Regions from separate parts of the Capsicum annuum genome. Here region 1 is linked to region 2. A link is a contact called in public Hi-C data. All regions are on one chromosome and are shown on one strand. Each heading gives the region's core, a stretch centred on a gene start, on an enhancer-like site or on the middle of the called end of the contact. The rest is flanking DNA. Distances are from core to core; before and after follow the strand shown. Region 1 overlaps LOC107877804 (myosin-17). Region 2 holds the start of LOC107877805 (pentatricopeptide repeat-containing protein At1g71210, mitochondrial).

Region 1 (5,453 bases), core at 2,485-4,984, 140 kb before region 2:
TTTAACAAGGTTTAATTGATAAGAATCGAAGAAAAATAATTGAAATTGGAGTTTGGAGCTTACCCAAGCTTAAAAATGGAAGAAATTGCCCAAAAACTCGAAACCCCAAGCTCCAAGTCTCGAAAATAGTGAAAAATCGCGAAAAAGGGGAATTTATATCACCCAGGCATAGCTTAAGCGATCACCGGGTCGCTTGAGCCGGCTATCGCTTAAGCGACACCTATGGGATACCCGCTGGCTGCACAGATGTCGCGTACGTGATGGGGAAGTCTCTTAAGCGACAGCCTCGACTGTCTGCCAGGTCGTTTAAGCGGTGCCCCAGTTGGAGACTTGGAATTCTCCAAGTCTCGGCGGACCCCTCGGATTCATCTGGAATCTCGAGAATGCAAACGAACTATGCTACCCTATCAAATTCGACGTGCCGGACTCAATGGCAATTCAGATTTTTGAAAAACGTTTTCACAAAGTTGACCCTCAAAATCCAATTTCACAATTTTTCGAACCGAGAGTTGAAATGAGATATAAAAGTCATAAAACCACACCAATCATGTTACTAATGTAAAATCGACGTTCCGGATCTGCTGGCCAAGTCCATTTTGCCATCGGACACACGTATCAATAAATGTTGACCGAAGTCAACTATAAAACCTTTATAACCACCAAAAACCACAATCTCGCACAAATCACACCAAAATGCATTGGGAACTGTGCCAATCATCATCACACCTTAAAAATACCACAAAGCAACCACGGGGAGGGATAAAATGGTCAAATCACACAGAAATAAATATTTCACAAAAATCACCAAAAATCAGGTTATTACTCTCAAAGGTGTTGGAAAGAATGGATCTTTCCAGGCTTATTACTGTGCCTTGACGCTGAACAGTTATAGAGAGACCACCTTTTCTCTTTGGGACACTATTAACTTTCTATTTTGTTCTCTCCCAATGTGATTATTTTTGCTGCCAAGAGCAAGAGGGAAGGAGTTAATTTTGTGAGATCATTATCTGCATAATGTCTGCAGGCACCAAGAACATCTCGTGCAAGTTTAGTCAAAGGAAGATCCCAAGCTAATGCTGCTGCCCAACAAGCTCTATTTGCTCATTGGCAAAGCATTGTAAAAAGTTTGAACAACTACTTGATGATGATGAAAGCCAACTATGTAAGTTCAAGATTGAGGAGTTAAATAATAGCAACAGTCATTTCGTCTCCTTGATGTTTATATGTTTCCATTGCTCCACCTGTGTAGGTTCCTCCCTTCTTAGTTCGGAAGGTTTTCACTCAAATATTCTCCTTTATCAATGTTCAACTTTTCAACAGGTAAATAGTTGCATTATTTCAAGGACTGTAAATTTGTTGTGCGTATTGTACATTAAATAGATCCCATTTCGCACATTTGCACCTTCTTATGTGTCTGTGTGTTGACATTCTTTACATTCAGTCTCCTATTGCGGCGTGAGTGTTGCTCATTTAGTAATGGAGAGTTTGTGAAAGCCGGGTTGGCTGAATTGGAACAATGGTGCTGCTATGCAACTGAAGAAGTAAGCATGTCCCACTGTATCATTTCAGTTCTTAGTGCTATTTGCCATCTTACTTCTGTATTTTCATGTCCAGTATGTAGGCTCAGCATGGGACGAGTTGAAGCACATTAGACAGGCAGTTGGATTCTTAGTAAGAACTGATTTTGTGGCTTTTTGCAAAACGAACTTTTGTGTGATCATGTGCTTTTATCTGACCATTTTTTCCTCTCAACTTCTTGCAGGTTATACATCAAAAGCCCAAAAAGGCATTGCATGAAATCACTAATGAACTTTGTCCAGTAAGGAGTCATTTTTCTATATTTCTCCTCCGTTCTTCCCATTTTTTCTGCATAAAAATTTTCTTCTTACTTTACCTATCAAAGGAAAATAACCTTTTGGACATTTCGTTTGCTGCTTTAATTTATATTTCACATGGCTATTCTTTTATTAGGTGCTTAGCATACAACAACTATATAGGATTAGCACTATGTACTGGGATGACAAATATGGAACCCACACTGTTTCTTCAGATGTAAGTTCTTGCACGGTTGCACCTACAGTTTGGATTCATACGTAGGTTTACAGTAGTTTTTGGTCTTGTTATTGTACAGTTTGCTTGGTTCCTGATTTCTCTGTTGGTTTTCTGCTTGGCTTTAAATGATAGGTTATTTCATGTATGAGAGTTATGATGCAAGAGGACTCCAATAATGCTGTTAGCAGTTCCTTTTTGTTGGATGATGACTCGAGGTATCGTTTATTAAATAACTCATTGTCAATCTTTGCCATACATGTACCTTTAACTGAGCACCTCAAATTCAGAATCTTTTCTTAAATTATGATGCAGCATTCCCTTCTCTGTGGATGACATCTCCAAAACGATGCAACAAGTAGACATAGCTGATGTTGAACCTCCTCCATTAATCCGTGAGAATTCAGGATTTGTTTTCTTACATCAACGTTCTAGTTGATGGTGGTTCGAAATATACATTGCAACATGGATATTGCTGAATGTTTGCGTAGCCCCAGAGAGCTGACTCTTGCACATCAAGGAAGGTGCAGAAACCTGTGCATATAATCACATTGCTTGTTGCATTTAATGGCTGGTGTATATTTTTATACTTGCTTTTGGACAACCATAGCTGTTTGTTGTCCGGTTGCCGTTGAATTTATTCTTTTCCCTCTCCTGCTCAACTCGAGAGGTATTGTTGTTATGCCAAAAGGCTTTTAGTGTGGTCATGTGCAGGTGTAGGCAGATGCAGTGGTTTTTGTTGCTTGCCTTATTTTTGTCAGAGTTGTAAAGTCACTAAAGCTTTCAATTTTAGGTCCTTATTTGCTGTAGCTTGTAGGTGAAGTGCAGTTCAAGGTTGTGTTGTACAAGTAAAGGTTGTGTTGTACAAGAAATGTTAAAATTATCAAGGCAAAAAGTTTGCTGTCTTTTCTTCTCATTGGTGACTGATCAAACTGCAAAAAATCAGGGGGCCCATGAAGGATATGGTCCATTGAAACAACTCCAATGAACTATGGAGAAATGGATAAATGAGAGCATAGCTCCAACTTAGAAGAGCGGAAGGAGTTAATTTCACAATTATGCAAGGTTTACTTATAATACATGGCATTCTTCAAGATGTATAATTCTGAGGATCAAAATTGTGATATTAGTAAGACGATCTATCTTTAATGATGTTGGCAAAAGAAAAAAAATCTGTTTTTTCTTTGGGAACTAATCAAAGTCATAACATAATCTTCTTTTCTTATGTTTAAATTTGGCGGAAGGCCGTGAGGCCGTAGTTGTTGCGGTTTGTCATTAGGGCCCCTGTACTTGACATACTTGAACTTGATCAAAACTAAACTTTTAAAAACCTCTTAACGCTATGCGTTGTTCATTCGCCTCAATATAGTAGACATATCAGATCCACTTAAATTAATGCAATATCAACATTTACTTTTATATAAATTGACTTTTCTTAAAAACATCAGATTCATCCGTTTCCTAAAATATCAAAAATCTTTTGTTCTTTCTCAACCTTCCCATCTCTGTTCCACCAACCACCACGGTACAACCAAAAGGTATGCTCAAAATGTCCAAGACCTCTGTTTAGTCCTGACAATCTAGCTTATTACAATGCTAAAAATGGTGAATGAAGCTAAAGCTACAGTAACAAGAGCCATGAGAAGGAAGTTGTTTAATTAATGGCGGAGCACTGGACTCTGCATCAACAGTTGGTTCGTTAGCAGGCGAGTTTGAAGTTACATGTTGAATCTGAGGGATTAACTGGCGATAGATACAAGGAAATTATAATGAGTAAATATAAAGTGAAGACCAAAAAAAGAGAAATATATTAAGTGATAAGATGAAAAAAATGATGGCTAAATCGTAGGTAAACTTGACAATAGTCACCAGATAAACACCTAAACTTGGTAGAAAAGTGTCCGTAAATAATTTTTTTCAAATTGAATTTAAATCCATTAGAAATTACAATTATATTAATTCATGATATATTAGTCCAAAATAATATTGTTGACTTATGTATATTCACTTTTTAAAATCAATTACTATCTAAAATAGTATAACTTTCTTTTTATTATGGATTATAACCTACTTTTATCATTTATAACTTATTGCCTTCTTCCAGGCTTATCTTCCTCTTCACTGTCGGTCGGAGAAGCTCCGAGCTTTGACGAAGCTTGGATCGTCGATGATGTGTCGAGCTCCGACGAAGCACCGTCCGGCCAAAGAATCTCCGCCAGTGATCCTTTCGCTCTGATAACTCTCAAATTACACTCTTGAATGGGTGTAAACAATCGTTGTCAATACAATAACCCAACTTAGATTGGGGTCGAATCCACAAGGAGTGAAAGCATGGAATTCAAAACTCAAGAGTGTTGATTGTTTACTAAATGGTGACCCGTAATGTGAATGAAACAAGCATACATATAAAATGGGGGAATTAGTTTGAATGTGTTTATAATGACAACTACTTCAATTTTAGAGCACTAGCTTGACATTGAAAAATGCTAAGAGCGAATTTAATTGGGAATAGACCTTGGGGTTATGCAATTCTAGGTGTGGGTTCATGCATGGGTACTTGACACTTTATCCAACTTTAGCTAAAAGTCATGGGTAGGCTAGATGTCAATGTATTGATGTCAATTTTTCAATTACAACACCAAATTTCACAAATGGGTTTTTTCGAGCACCCCACAAGTGTGACAAGTTTGCACATCTATTACCTCAATTTGCATCCTTATGTCTAAGAGATGTCATTAAATGAGATGATTTAAGTTATTGGTTGCATTTATTCCTCACCTATATCCCCTCTTTCAAGGATGACATGTGTTCAAGGGTGGTTGGGATTTGCAACCCCCAATTCTTGATTAAATCATGAAATAAATGCAACACCCATCACAAATAACTAATTAGGAGGATAAATAGCTAACACCCATGCACTACCACAACCTAAGAAAGCATAACCCCAAAATTTAGAATTAGCTACTCCTAGACAAAAAGGGTAGAAATATACCAAAGTTATCATTGACTTCATCCATGAGAAATAAAGAGAACGTAGTTCCAAACTTGGAAATTCAATAAATCTTCAATGGAAAATCACTAATTCTTCCTTGGAAATCACTCACATATATTCTTTATTCAAGATTAGTATAATGTTCTTCTGAGATAAAAAGATGGGTGCTAAGATGAAAAGATAGAAGCTTGGATGGGAAAAGAAACCAGGTCTTGAAAAATAAGCTAAAACCCTCTTTTAAGCTCCAACTCTACATTTGTTGAAAATTACAAAATGTCACCTTGCTCTTGATCTGCTTGAGTGGTTTCAAAGCGCATGGAGAGCAGATAAGGAGCAGATGGATAACAGCTCCAAAGCAGATGCAAAGCGGGATGCAAAGTGGATGACTCGTTTCCTTCACATTTGGCCTCTT
Region 2 (5,130 bases), core at 1,850-4,349:
GGGTTTGCTTGGGTCAACATATAGAGGAGGTATTTATCTTTCCATAATCTCTAAAGGACCAATTCAAGAATCTTTAGGAGGCACCAAAGTAATATCCTCATAATATGTAATTATGTATTTTTTTCACTGAATAATATGGAGATGAGTACTCATAATCTGATTTTCAAATTGTGCACCATATTGGGCTCAAAGCATTGTCATAGCATATGGACAATGTATTTTATCCAAGTCAAAACTCTACATGTGCAAGTTCTTCTTTAAAAATCAACCGTGGCAACATCACCATGATCTTTGATACTGAATTTGTAATTGGCTATTTGTTGAGTCAATAACTTATTACCTGAATTGATGTACTTTAATATTTGTTTTTCCATTTAAGGAACAAGTTGTCTAGTGAGTTGACTAACTCCATATGCCTCACGTGAAATAATTTTGCTAACCTCATATTTATCTCGTCAAATAGAGCGACAATGAAAAATTCTCTTTCAAGTCAAAACTCTACATGTGCCTCATACAACAACCATAATGAGCTGAAGAGTAGACAATGGAAATCATCTTTATGATACTTGGATGTCTATTAGTAATTATACGCAACTCATCGATATCATCTACATAGCTTCTCATTTATTCAACATATTGATATGAGGCATCACATTTCTTGTCTACTACACAAAAAGCTACTGAAAAGATGTGATTTTCTGCATCTTGTGGCACTGTCGATAACAAAACTCCTTCATACTTGCTCCTCAAGAATATTTCATCGACAATTATGACTTTTTTTATTGAATACCAAGAATCCAAGCCTCATAGGGTATAAAAAAGTACTTGAACCTTTTATTTTCATCAACCTATAATACTGGCTTACTTCTAGAATTTACAGGCTCAAGCATATAATGGTACACATTAAGTATTGCATACCTATGCTCATGTATTTTCCTAATCAAAGACTTTGTAATCTCCATGCCCTTATAAATCTTCTAATAACTCACTTTACAACCTATTTCATTACAGAGTTGATTGATCATATATCTTGTAGACGGGCCTTTGCCTTTAGGAAAACTTATTTTGAAGTATTTACCGATGATCTTTGTTGTGGCGTGCAGCTTATGTCTCGTAATATGGTCTGAACCATATGTGTGTTACTTTTCATAAGTTCTAATGTAGAATCTTTCAGAACTTATGAATTTCACAGCCCTCAGCCACCACTTGCACTTCGAATGTGCACATCTAACAATACATACTATATAAATTAATCACCTTCTTGAGTTTGAAATCTTTTTTCAAGCAAGCAATATTCTATGAAGTGACTAGTTCTTCCTGGTTCTTGAATGTCAATCCCTTGAAAAAATCTATTTCATCATCTTGAAGATTGCTCAACTGTGTTGATTAAGAACTACCTACTGTATTGCTCATATAACTGGTGTAGGTGTTTGGTCCTCCTCCACTTCATCTCCACTCCAATCATCTAAAATATTTATGTCCATACCATCCAATTCATGGGTTAACATACCTTGTTGGTCTTGTTCTATATTCTAATTCTCTATCGATTTTTCTACTATGTATACCCTTAAAATGGGATTAGCTACATCACTCGGATAAGCACATAAATGAACATGATCGCTTATCATAAAAGATCTTAAAAGGTAGGACTCTATATTTTTCAAAAGAGTTGTGCATGTGACTGATGACAAAATCTTTCAATTGGCTATTTAATCCACAACAGCTGATGATTAAGTTCACAAAATCATCATACAAAATATTTCTTTAGACTGTTATCACTATCCTCTAACATTTCACCATCCTTTCAATGCCAAATAAATCAATTGTTTTTCTTGATTCATCATGACAATCAACTCCTATTGTTATTGATTCCTCCATTAATGGTACTTAAAGAAATTTGTTAAAAAGGTTAATAAAGATAGTATAGTAAAATTACTAATGATAATATAGTATAAATAAATAATAATACTATAGTATATACAATACCAAAATTATACGCATTATCATTATCATTGTCCTAATAGATGACTCATCTATTGAATTTAGCTTCTGCTTCTATACCAATATTGTCACCTGTTGTAACATGAATCCAACAGAGCAACAAATGACACATATGTTGCAATAGATGACTCATCTGTTAGATACATATTCACAATCTTAATCCAACAGGTAAGTCATCTTTTGCAACAAATGACTTTGGACTAGCTTTGTCAGCTGTTGTAAGACGAATCCAACAGATGAATTATCTGTTGCAATAAATGACTCACCTATTGCAACAAATAAGACATATGTTGCAATAGATAACTTACCTGTTGGATTTATATTTAGATTCAGTAACTTAATCCAACAGGTAGGTCATCTGCTGCAACAAATAAACAGATGAGTTATCTGTTGCAACATATGACTTATCTGTTGGAACTACTTTAACAGTAGTAGAAACTATCCAACAACTGTTATAAATGAATACAACAACTGTTAGATAAGCTATTGAAAATTGTTGAAGAAATTGAACTAAAAATCATTGTTTTACTTACCAAAATTACCTATGAAGTAATGCTAGTGATATACAAATAAAATTTGATCTAGTAGTAGCAGTAGTGGCAACAACAACAACGGCATGACAAACAGTAGAAGAAGATGATGAACAAGATGATGATGAAGAAGAAAAACAGCAGCAACAATGAACAACAATGGAGAAATGCACCAAAAGCGAAGAGAGAGAAAACAAGAGTAGCAAGTGCATTTTCCCCTCCATTTTTAGTTATTAGGATTTCATATTACTCTAAAATGTAAAATAAAAAACATGAGTGCAATTTTCACACATAAGTCAAAACTTTTTATTTCATCACTTAATTTTTTGTCACTCTACTTAAGTCACCTATGCTGATTTTGAAATTTTTTAGTCACTCTTAATTCTTTACCCCATGTATCGTATATTTTGGAGCGATAGAGAATTATTTTAAGGAACTAAAATTTTAGATAATAATAAGTTTAGTATTAAGTAATTTTTTTCAAAATTAAAACATTAAAATTGAGGGTAAAAATCAAACACCATTCGGGTAAAAATGATGTCCAAATTGGCCCTAAAGGCAAATTCCATACATTTTTGGAAAATGAAATAGATTGCACATAATCTCAAAAGTAATGAGAAAAATACGAGGAATAGTAGGGTAATATTTTGACAGTGCCGCCGATCTACTGGGCTTGCTATCTCCATGGGAGCTTCATGAAACTAGCTTTATCAACTTCATCGCTACTATCACAATCACAATCTTAGATTGAGAAATAGTGAAACATCAAAAATGTTGCTGACAATCAGACAGGCCAGGCAGAAAACTAGAACCCTCTTTAACCGTCCTCCATATGCCAAATCCATCACCGACAAGAATACCCTTTTTTTCTATCTATATTACTCCACCAATACTCCTCCTACCACAAAGCCAATCCCTGCATATCCATATCCCTTCTTAACTCCACTTTCTTCTAATGCTTTATTAGCTTTCCAATTGCAGCCCAAAGATGTCGTTTTATCATTTAAAGAGTGGTTTGCGACCAGAAAAAACCCCATTTTTGATCGGATCTTTGAGATATTACGCACCCAAGATGATATTACAGCTGATATTGCATTGTCTCGATTCAACCTTAGACTCTCCGAGGCGTTGGTTCTTCACGTGTTGAATTATGAGAAGAACAAGGATGTTTTGTCGTGTTTGAAATTTTTCGATTGGGCGGGTCGACAACCGGGTTTTCATCATACTCGTTCTACTTTTTATGCCATTTTCCAGATTTTATCGAAAGCTAAGTTGATGTCATTGATGGTTGAGTTCTTGGATAATTATATGAAGCAAAGGTATTTCCATAAAGATCATTTTTACAGTACTCTGGTAATTGGGTATGCGATGGCAGGCAAGCCCGAGCTTGCACTCCAACTGTTTGGTAGAATGCGGTTTCAGGGTGTCGATTTGGATGCATTTGCTTATCATGTTTTACTTAATGCTTTGGCGGAGGATGGTTTCTATGATGGTTTTGAGATGGTTTTGAAGCAGATTAAATTTAGAGGGTTCGAGGGTGAGATAACACATGCGATATTTGTTAAGAGTCTTTGCCAGCAAATGGAGCTCGATAGAGCTGAGGAGTATCTTAGAGGGTTGTTGAGAAATGGAGGGGTAGGATTGAGTGGGATTGTGGTGGCTAATCTTGTTGATGCTTTATGTAAAAATAAGCAGTTCACAAGAGCTGCAAGTTTGGTGCAGGATTTTAGAGAGTCTGGTTTGGTTCCAATGGAACAGGCATATGGTGTGTGGATTAAGGATCTTGCCCAGGCTGGGGATCTAAGTGAGGCACTTGAATTTTTGAAAGGCAAGAAACTGGCTGATGGGTATGTTCCTGATGTTTTTCGCTATAACAGCTTAGTGTATCGGCTTTTAAGAGAAAACAGGCTAGAGGAGGTTTATGACTTGTTAATGGACATGAAGGATCAAGATATAATACCTGATGATGTTACCATGAATGTAACTTTGTGCTTCTTCTGTAAGGTGGGGATGGCAGATGTTGCCCTGGAGTTGTATGTTTCGAGAGCAGAATTTGGCCTCTCTGTAAGTAGTATGACCTATAACTATCTTATAAATACTCTATTAGGTGATGCAAGTGTTGATGAAGCGTATATCGTGTTGAAGAATGCCATTCAACAGGGTCATTTCCCTGGCAGGAGGATATTTTCAATTATTGCTGATGCTCTTTGCCGAGAAGGGAAGCTTGATAGAGTGAAAGAGTTAGTTCTTGCTTCTCTAGACCAGAATTGCATGCCCAGTGACTCAACCTTTAACAAGTTCATATCAGCCTTATGTAGGGCCAGCAGGGTGGAAGATGCATTCTTGGTACATGGAGAGCTCAGCAGATTGGACAAGGTTACTAGCAAGACTACTTATTTTGACTTGATTGATGGCTTTAACAAGTCAAGTAGGGGAGATATTGCATCGAGATTGTTAATGGAAATGCAAGAAAAAGGTTATAGTCCAGACCGGCGATTATACAGGGAGGTTATTTGCTGTTTATGTCAAATGGATGATCCAGAAAAGTTATTTTACAGTTTATTAGAGGTTCAGTTGTCTCGGCGAGAACCTAATTGCC

The links. A called contact is a pair of places that touch in the nucleus more often than the background predicts.
Region 1: a contact with region 2 is called in a Hi-C map of leaf, with 2.4 times the contacts expected there. The contact joins the enhancer-like site here to the promoter of LOC107877805 in region 2. A contact is called at or near these places in 2 of 5 Hi-C or Micro-C datasets (bud and leaf).

The regions. Positions count from the first base shown.
Region 1 is chr7:164,101,277-164,106,729 of UCD10Xv1.1, reverse strand. LOC107877804 (myosin-17) reads left to right here. Exons shown (of 39, transcript XM_016724529.2): 32 at 1,025-1,162; 33 at 1,250-1,320; 34 at 1,442-1,541; 35 at 1,615-1,671; 36 at 1,763-1,819; 37 at 1,972-2,052; 38 at 2,185-2,267; 39 at 2,365-2,954. The coding sequence ends at 2,488. Among protein-coding and RNA genes, the nearest start is that of LOC107877804, 26 kb to the left of the region's middle. Within about 2 kb of position 3,734, at least 5 of the 5 cell types and tissues checked have an H3K27ac peak or open chromatin away from gene starts, as enhancers often do. A contact at or near this core is called in bud and leaf, where this site is marked.
Region 2 is chr7:163,958,403-163,963,532 of UCD10Xv1.1, reverse strand. It overlaps LOC107877805 (pentatricopeptide repeat-containing protein At1g71210, mitochondrial), which reads left to right and starts at 3,099. Exons shown (of 3, transcript XM_047415281.1): 1 at 3,099-5,130. The coding sequence starts at 3,303.